2 separate regions of the Ovis aries genome follow, and region 1 is linked to region 2. The links are chromatin contacts, called in public Hi-C maps. All regions are on one chromosome and are shown on one strand. Each heading gives the region's core, a stretch centred on a gene start, on an enhancer-like site or on the middle of the called end of the contact. The rest is flanking DNA. Distances are from core to core; before and after follow the strand shown. Region 1 holds the start of ANKRD9 (ankyrin repeat domain 9). Region 2 holds the start of ZNF839 (zinc finger protein 839).

The links. A called contact is a pair of places that touch in the nucleus more often than the background predicts.
Region 1: a Hi-C map of liver shows a contact between it and region 2, with 3 times the contacts expected there. The contact joins the promoter of ANKRD9 here to the promoter of ZNF839 in region 2. A contact is called at or near these places in 3 of 16 Hi-C or Micro-C datasets (hypothalamus, liver and tail adipose tissue).

What each region holds. Positions count from the first base shown.
Region 1 is chr18:64,887,406-64,892,138 of ARS-UI_Ramb_v3.0, forward strand. It overlaps ANKRD9 (ankyrin repeat domain 9), which reads right to left and starts at 2,155. Exons shown (of 4, transcript XM_042235529.2): 1 at 1,960-2,155; 2 at 874-948; 3 at 252-282; 4 at 1-115. The coding sequence starts at 76.
Region 2 is chr18:64,748,489-64,753,279 of ARS-UI_Ramb_v3.0, forward strand. It overlaps ZNF839 (zinc finger protein 839), which reads left to right and starts at 3,291. Exons shown (of 8, transcript XM_042235521.2): 1 at 3,291-3,598. The coding sequence starts at 3,311. It also overlaps the pseudogene LOC106990319.

The DNA.
Region 1 (4,733 bases), core at 905-3,404, 140 kb after region 2:
AGAGCAGCGCCTCGGACGGCGAGTAGGCGGCAGCACGGCCGCGCTCGTCCCAGTGGAAGGCCTCGCTGGCGCGCATGTCCTCCAGCAGCCAGACGGGCAGCAGGTCGCGCACGGCCTGGTAGAAGGCGAACGACGACTTGCGGCACTGCTTCTGTGCCCTAGAGCGCGCCGCCCCCGCGCCCTCGGGCCCGCCTTCCGCGCCGCCCCCCGGCAGTCGCGCGTCCCACGGCATGCTGGCTGGGCGTCCTCACCTCACGGCATGGGCCCCCGGGGGCCGACCACCTGCGAGCAGAGAGGTCCAGTGAGGGTCGAGGATCCAGGCGGGAGGGGGGGGGTCTCCTGTCGAAGCCCCCCACGCCTCCCCACCTGGCTGGGCCTGTCTGGTACCGGCCTCCCCCGCCCACCCCCAGCCTCCGACGGGCTGTCCCAGTCACTCCTCAACAGCTCGCTTCTCTTCCAGGCCCTGAACCACCTCCCACATCCTGGATCTAGCGGCAGACGGTGGCCCTCCCTGAGATCGTCTCCTTATCTGGTACCTCGACTAAGGACCCCCTTCCCCTGCCTCTGCCCTCATAGCCCCCCACCTACCGTTGCCAAGACCACACTGAAACCTCACACCCCCTCCAGCCCAGGGACCCGCCAGAAGAGTTCCTGCTCCCACCTGCGGCAGCTGCACCCAACCCCAATTAAGGAAAAAGCCAGGTCGGGGGTGGGGGTGTAGGAGAGCTGCATCTCACATCTCAAGCTGAACCAAACCCTTTCTGTAGCCCAAACTCCCTCTCCCCAACTCCATCTAACCTTGACCCTGCCATCTGACCCCTGTCTGCAGCTAGGAGACCCTGCCCAGGGGCAGAGCTCCTGACTCAGACCTACCTGGTTAGTGCACCGCAATGACCAAGTTCTGTGCAGGTGGGTGTATCACTGTCCTCTGAGCCTCAGCTTCCTCATCTGTAAGAAAGAGGGAAGGCAGGCTGGGAGCCACAGCAGGGAGGGGGGCCTCCAGCCTTCCACCCAAACATGGTGTTTCCGTGCCGTCCCCGCCCCAAGCTCCCGCGAGGAGGCAGGGGGATGAAATCAACCAAGAGACCGGTGTGTACACTCTTCAGGGCCTGCAGACCCCGCCCCAGGTCTGCTAGCTCCCTTGGTCTTCCCAGAGGCTGGACGAAGCAGGGCTTGGCATCCCACTTTCCAGCAAGGGACAAACTTGTCCAAGGTCAGCCGGCAAGTCATGGCAGAGCCAGGCCTGGACCCAAGATCTCCTACCTCGTATTTCGGGCTCATTCCAGAAGTGGGGGGACCCGCCAACCCACCGGAAACCCAGCTTGAGCCCTAACCTTGTCCCCAAAGCCCCCTGCACCAACCAACCTGAGCCCTGACTTCCAGCCCCTGGCCCCAGCTCCCCACCGCATTTTGTCAAGGGTAAGCCCTTGGGTCACAAGGGCCCTGGGTCAGCGGGTAGGCTGAGTCCACACACACCGGGTAACTTAAGTTACAGAGACGGGCACGGGGCAGGGGGCGGAGGGGAGCTGGAGCCACAGCGCCCTTTAAGGGGGCACCGTGACTGGAAAGCGGCGCCCCACGCCGGGGCCTCCGCACCCCGGGTGTACCCTGTGTGGACACTGGGCGCCGGGCGGGTTACGTAAAGTTGGGCCGGCCTCACGTCACTGGGCAGCGAGTCACGGTCGCGGCTCAGTGAATGGGGGGTGGGGGCTGGGCCACCGAGGGCAAGGCCGCGCGCCCAGGGCCGCCCGCCAGCTCCGCCCCGGACCCCACCGGCCGCACGGCCGGACCCCGGGTCGCGGGGGGGCGAGGCCAGAGTATCTGCAGGCCAGTGGCCGGCGCAGCGAGGGCTGCACCTGCGTGAGCGTGTGTCCAGGGAGAATGGGGGGGGGCGGTGGCCAGGGAGTCGCGCCTGGGGCGGGAGCCGCACGCCGAGCGGGCCGAGGAAGGGGGACTCACCTTGGGGGCTGGAGGGGCCGCGAGCCTGGCGTCCCCGCCCCCGCGGCGGGCGGGAGCGCGCGCCGTCTCCCCGCGGGTCCGTGCGCAGGCGAAGCTCCCAGGACAGACGGACGGGAGGCCGCCGCCGCCGCCCGCGCCCGCCTCAGCCGCGCTCTGAGCCGCCGCTGCCGGATCGCTGGGCTGCGGTGCCGGCGCCGGCGGCGGGCGGGCGGGCGGCGGGCGGCGCAGTGCGGCCCGGGCCGGGCAGGACCGCTGGGCCGCCCGCCGCCGCCATTGGCCCGCGCCGCCGGCCTCCGCCGGCGCCTATTGGCCACCGCGCTGCACCATTGTTACGTCACCGGCCGGCGGGCGGGGCACCCGGGGGGACCCGCGGAAAAGTTGGGAGAAACTTGCGGGCGCACGGGGGGCGGGGCCGCGATGGGAGCGAGCGGGGCGGGGCTCCCGGAAACCCGAGTGGCTGGCGGAGAAGGGCTCCCGGCTCCCGGCGGCTGGCCACCCGCGCCGGGAGGGCCCCTCGGCCTGCGGTGCCTCCGCTCAGCGAGTCTGTGCTCGCACTCAGGCGCCCGGGCTCCGTCGAGCGTGACTCTCCTCGGCACCCCACGAGACGTCTTCCACGTCCCCTTTGCACTGACCCTCTGTGACCTTGGGGATGACCTCCGGGACTGTTTTCCCGGGACCGCACGTGGAGGGGGAAGGGGTTGTGACCCCTAAGGGTCCCCGGCCGCGTTCTGCCCCAGAGGGTCCGGGCATCTGGAGCCCCTGCTCCAGGCTGACTTTCCCAGGGAATGGATGGTGAACCGGATGCAAACAGTCACTTATCAGCGCCTAGCTGCACCAATCTCTGTGCTAAACACGCTTGATTTCATTTCCACAGCCAGTGGCGGTGGGAATTATGACCCCTGATTCACCAACCATGAAATCGGGTCTCACAGGGAGGTGACCTTCATGCGTTGTTGTTGTCCAGTCGCTCAGTCTTGTCCGACTTTGCGACCCTGTGGACGGCCACACTCTGGGCTTCCCTGTCCTTCACCATCTCCCGGAACTTGTTCAAACTCAAGCCCATCGAGTCGGTGATGCCATCCAACAATCTCTTCCTCTGTCGTCCCCTTCTCCTCCTGCCCTCAGTCTTTCCCAGCATCAGGGTCTTTTCTAATAAGTCAGCTCTTCTCATCAGGTGGCCAAAGTATTGGAGCTTCAGCTTCAGCATCGGTCCTTCAAGTGAGGAACACACAAAAGGGAAGCTAGACACGTGTTTCTTTTCTTCAGACATTTATGATTGAAGGGGCCCTGCCCACCTGGCCTTTCTACAAGTAGCACACGCATGCCCAAGATCCCACCAGACCCTGCCACCCAAACTGCTGCCTACCTTAGTGCAACAAGGCCCTGCAGGCCTTACCATACCTTGAGGGGAGGTGGGGGCGGGGATCCATGATGGTGCCTGCTCAGTCATGTCCGACTCTCTGCCGCCACATGGACTGTAGCCTGACAGGCTCTTCTGTCCATTGAATTTTCCAGGCAAGAATACTGCAGTGGGGTGCCATATCCTACCTACTCCACGGGATCTTCCCAACCCAGGGATCGAACCTATGTCTTTTGCATCTCCTGCACTGACAGGCAGATTCTTTACCACTGGTGCCACCTGGGCAGCCCTGATCAGCACCAGATGAACAGAGATGGCCGTGGACCACGGTTGGGGTCCGGGGAGCACCGGGCTGGGAGTCCAGGCTCCGCCTCTGCCCCGCCTCACCTCTCACTGTGTCCTCCCCTCTCCAGGCCTCAGTCTCCTACATTTTCTCTCAGCTGTCAGGTTGCTGATGTTTCTGACGGAGGACAAAGTGAAGTGAAATCGCACAGTCGTGTCCGACTCTTTGCGACCCCATGGACTGTAGCCTACCAGACTTCTCCGTCCATGGGATTTTCCAGGCAAGAGTACTGGAGTGGGTTGCCATTTCCTTCTCCAGGAGATCTTCCCAACCCAGGGATCGAACCCAGGTCTCCTGCACTGCAGGCAGACGCTTTACCCTCTGAGCCACTAGGAAGAGCAAAGCAGATAGAAATTCTGGGGTTGACATTTGGCCTTTCATACCCCCAGGCCCTGGGAAACAAGCTAGGGAGGTGGTGTCCCAACTGAACTCCCTGTGGTTCAAGACACTAACCACACAGCTCCCACGTGCCCAGGCTGCTCCTCAAGGGCTATAGGTGAGACCTCACACCGTCTCCACGGCCACCAGTGGGCTGAGGGTGAAGGGGCATCGGCTGTAGGTGTCTGCTGTGCAGCTGGCCTCTGGGCAACTGTCTCTCCACCCCCAGCCCCCTTGGCCCTCTGCTTCGACTTGCCCTCCCCACTGCTTGCTGCTGGCTTTCCTAAAGGGAAAGAGCCTTTTTGAAGGCCTCTCTCAACATAAAATCTGGCCCCGTTGCTACTTAGAAGCTGCCTTCAGAAATGAACTTAGCCAGAAAGACCAGGTGAGGCAGAGGAAAGGTGATCCTGGTCAGGACACAACCGGGGCAAAGGTCGGCCGTGACTGAGGGCAGCTGCAGAGGGCAGCGGGAGGGGATCCTAAGGCCTTGAAGGCCAGGACGAGGAGCTGGGGTTTGTCCCGAGGACCTGGAGGCGGAGGGGGGTGGATTATTTCAGGCATAAATAATAGTATTGATAACTTTTCAATACCTGGGAACCCATGAACCCGGTTAGGAATGAACCTGTGGGGACGTCTGAAGGCCGATGTGCCCGTCCGGCGGCCCAGCCCCGCGCTGGCACTCCCCACAGCGGT
Region 2 (4,791 bases), core at 2,041-4,540:
CCTCCTGCCTTCAATCTTTCCCAGCATCAGGGTCTTTTCCAGTGAGTCAGTTCTTCGCATTGGGTGGCCAAAGTATTGGAGTTTCAGCTTCAGCAGCAGTCCTTCCGATGAATATTCTGGACTGGTTTTCTTTAGGATGGATTGGTTGGGTCTTTCTCCTTGCAGTCCAAGGGACTCTCAAGAGTCTTCTCCAACACCACAGTTCAAGAGCATCAATTCTTCAGCACTCAGCTTTCTTTACAGTCCAACTCTCACATCCATACATGACTACTGGAAAAACCATAGCTTTGACTAGATGGACCTTCGTTGGCAAAATAACATCTCTGCTTTTTAATATGCTGTCTGGGTTGGTCATAGCTTTTCTTCCAAGGAGCAAGCGTCTTTTACTTTCATGGCTGCAGTCTGCCATAAGGGTGGTGTCATCTGTGTATCTGAGGTTATTGGTATCTTGATTCCAGCTTGTGCTTAATCCAGCCCAGCATTTCACATGATGTACTCTGCATATAAGTTAAATAAACAGGGTGAAAATACACAGCCTTGAGGTGCTCCTTTCCCGATTTGGAACCAGTCTGATGTTTCATGTCCGGTTCTAACTGTTGCTTCTTGACCTGCATACAGATTTCTCAGGAGGCAGGTAAGGTGGTCTGGTATGCCCATCTCTTGAACAAATTTTTCAGTTTATTGTGATCCACACAGTCAAAGGCTTTGGTATAGTCTACAAAACAGAAATAGATGTTTTTCTGGAACTCTCTTGCTTTTTCGACGATCCAGTGGATGTTGGCAATTTGATCTCTGGTTCCTCTGCCTTTTGTAAATCGTTTGAACATCTGGAAGTTCATGGCTCATGTACTGTTGAAACCTGGCTTGTAGAATTTTGAGCATTATTTTACTAGCGTGTGAGATGAATGCAATTGTGCAGTAGTTTGAGCATTCTTTGGCATTGTCTTTCTTTGGGATTGTAATGAAAACACACCTTTTCTAGTCCTGTGGCCACTGCTGAGTTTTCCAAATTTGCTAGCATATTGAGTGTAGCACTTTCACAGCATCATCGTTTAGGATTTGAAATAGCTCAGCTGGAGTTCCATCGCTTCCATTAGCTTTGCTTGTAGGGATGCTTCCTAAGGCCCACTTGATGTCACATTCCAGGATGTCTGGTTCTAGGTGAGTGATCACACCATTGTGGTTATCTGGGTCATGAAGATCTTTTTTGTATAGTTCTTCTGTGTATTCTTGCCACCTCTTTTTAATATCTTCTGCTTCTGTTAGGTCCACACCCTTTCTGTCCTTTATTGTGCCTATCTTTGCATGAAATGTTCCCTTGATATCTCTAATTTTCTTGAAGAGATCTCTAGTCTTTCTCATTCTATCGTTTTCCTCTATTTCTTTGCCTTGATCACTGAGGAAGACTTGCTCATCTCTCTTTTCTATTCTTTGGAACTCTGCATTCACATTGGTATATCTTTCCTTTTCTCCTTTGCCTTTAACTTCTCTTCTTTTCTCAGCTATTTGTAAGGCCTCCTCAACCATTCTGCCTTTTTGCATTTCTTTTTCTCTGATTCCTAGAATGTCGATGTTCACTCTTGCCATCTCCTGTTTGACCACTTCCAATTTGCCTTGATTCATGGACCTAACATTCCAGGTTCCTATGCAATATTGTTTTAACAGCATCGGACTTTACTTCCATCACCAGTCATATCCACAACTGGGTGTTGTTTTTGCTTTGGCTCCGTCTCTTCATTCTTTCTGGAGTTATTTCTCCACTGCTCTTCAGTAGCATATTGGGCACCTACCGACCTGGGAGTTCATCTTTCAGTATCCTATCTTTTTGTTTTTTCATACTGTTCATGGAGTTCTCTAGGCAAGAGTACTGAAGTGGTTTGCCATTCCTTCTCCAGTGGACCACGTTTTGTCGAATTCTCCACCATGACCCCTCTGTCTTGGGTTGTCCTATAAGGCGTGGTTCATAGTTTCATTGAGTTAGACAAGGCTGTGGTCCATGTGACTGGTTTTGATTAGTTTCTGTGATTGCGGTTTTCATTCTCTCTGCCCTCTGAGGGATAAGGATAAGAGGCTTATAGAAGCTTCCTGATGGGAGAGACTGACTGTGGGGGAAACTGGGTCTTGTTCTGATTGGTGGGGCCATGCTCAGTAAATCTTCAATCCAATTTTCTGTTGATGGGCTGGGCTGTGTTCCCTCCCTGTTGTTTGACTGAGACCAAACTATGGCGGAGGTAATGAAGATAATGGTGGTGGTGGTGGTTTAGTTGCTAAGTCGCGTCCGACTCTTACAACCCCATGGACTGTAGCCACAAAGCTCCTCTGTCCACGGAATTCTCCAGGTAAGAATACTGGAGCGGGTTGCCATTTCCTTCTCCAGGGGATCTTCCAGAGCCAGGGACTGAACCTGGGTCTCCTGCATTGCAGGCAGATTCTTTACCCACTGAGCTACGAGGGAAGCCATGACGAAGATAATGGCAACCCCCTTCAAAAGGTCTCCTGCGCGCACAGCTGCACTCAGTGCCCTCGACCCTGCGCCTGCCTCTGCCCGATACTCATGGACACTCACAGGAAAGTCTGAGTCAGTCTCTGTGGGGTCACTGCTCCTTTCTCCTGGGTACTGGTGTGCAGAACATTTTGTTTGTGCCCTCCAAGAGTCTATTCCCCCAGTCCTATGTAAGTTCTGTAAGCAAATCCCACTGCCCTCCAAAGTCAAATTCCCCTGGGGGTTCTCAGTCCCACTGCCAGATCCCCAGGTTGGGCAATCTGTTGTAGGTCCTAGAACTTTCTTAACAGTGGGAGAATTTATTTGGTATAATTGTTCTGCAGTTTTGGGGTCGTCTGCTCTGCAACTCTATGGTGGGGTTAACGGCGATCTCCTCTAACAGGGTCTGCCACACCCAAGCCTGCTGCACCCGGAGCCCCTGCCCCTGCAGTGGGCCACTGCTGATCCATGCCTCCGCAGGTCCAGACAGGGTTTTCAGGTGACGCTGAGAGCGTTTGGACAATGTGATGTTAGGCCAGGAGCTCTGGAACCTCGAAGACTTTTTGCTGGACACCTCTTGCAGGAGGTGACAGGTGAAGGATGAATATGGCCTGACAATGAGGCAATGTGGCCGGGTAGCATTCTGGGCGGGAAGGGGCGGCAGGGCGGGGCCTGAACCGCCCACCGACCGGCGGTGTCAGTCTGGTGCGGTCGCCTTCCGAGATGTCTTGGCCTGCGGGGCACTCGTAGCTGCCTCCTTTCCCAGGTGACGCACATTTGAGCCGCCGGCGCTCGGCGACCCGGGTTCGGGTCTCCGCGTCGGCTGTCATGGCGGACGCGGAGCCGGAAGCTGAGGGTGGCGGTGAGGACGGCTGCAGCGGCGGCCGGGCTCCCTTTTCCCAGCGCGGGAGCGCGGCGCGCGTGGCCCCGCTGGGCCCCGAGCAGCTGCGGCGCGTCCTGGAGCAGGTGACGAAGGCGCAGCCGCCCGCGGAGCCGCCGCCGCCGCCCTGCGTGCTGGACGCGGCGCGGCGGCTGCGGGACGCGGCCCAGCAGGCCGCCCTCCAGCGGGGCCCCGGCGCCGAGCCCCCGCGCCCGCCGCGCCTGCTGCCGCCGCAGGTGAGGCGCCGGGCGGGGCCGTGGGGCAACTGAGGCCCGGGAGAGGCCTCGCGCGGGGAAGGAAGGCTTCTCCGCGTAGGCCTTGGAGCCGCCCTGCCCGAGAGAGCGGCCGTTACAGTTCAGGGCGTCCCCATACTCGGCTCCCTGGGGACGGCAGGCCGCCCGCCCCTGTCAGCGCCGGCACCGTCGGCTCCTCCACCCCGCCGGGCCCCTGCCCGCGGCTCCTCCGCGCTGCCTGGCTCCTCTCGCGGGCGTTTCGCCCCGTTTTCGTTGAGCGCTCACGGTGTCCAGGCGCTGCGGCAGGTGCAGCGTTTGACCCCAGTCCATGAAGAGCGGCCGGACCTGGGGGCTGCTCCCGAGTGAGGGGTCCCCAGGCCTGACACTGCAGCGGAGACCTGAGTGGATTAAAAGGAACCAACGTAGAGAGTCTTTCGGTGGAAGGGGCTGCAAAGGGGCCCGGCCGAGACTCGGGGGCCGAACGAAGTACATTCTAGTGACTTGATGCAGCACCTGCTCGCAGTGGCGGCGTCTGCGTTTGCAACCCCTGTTACAGACCCGGCAGGTGCCTGACATTGGCTTAATGAATGAAACCCGTGAAAGCACTCCGTGTGCTAGCCAGCGTCCTTTCTCAGTGGCCTGATTTCCAGGTCACACAGCTCTTGGCCGCTAAGGAAGCTGGAACTCGAACATGGGTCTTGACATCCCAGAGCGTCCAGAGTAGCATCCAAGCCTGAGGTCGTTCATGTCACCTGTAAAGTCACATTCCCTTTCAGCACTGGGCTTGTAAATGTCACCGTGCTTCTCACTCCAAAAGTGCCACAGAGATCCTGCCTCTAGAAGAAGTAGGTAGAGAGTAGAATCATCAGTCTTCACTAAGCTTATGTCTTTGTTTCTGAGGGATTTGGCCAGTTAAGATTGGTACCCAGTTGATCATCAAGACTGGAGAGTTGTCTCGCCCAAGTTTGGGGAGACAAGTATGACTGCCCAAACACCAAACTTCTTAGAAGTGTGACCTTGGGTAATTCAACCTCGTTGGACTTTGGCTTTCTTATTTGTAGGATGTTTGTCTCCTACTGTGCTGAGGACATAAACGCCTCCCACTGAAGTCCTGCACAGCAGGTCTGTGGAGTCCGAAGGGTTCTGGTGGCCGAGTCTGTCCATCTCCTCTCTCTATCCAGCACAGTGCTGGACTG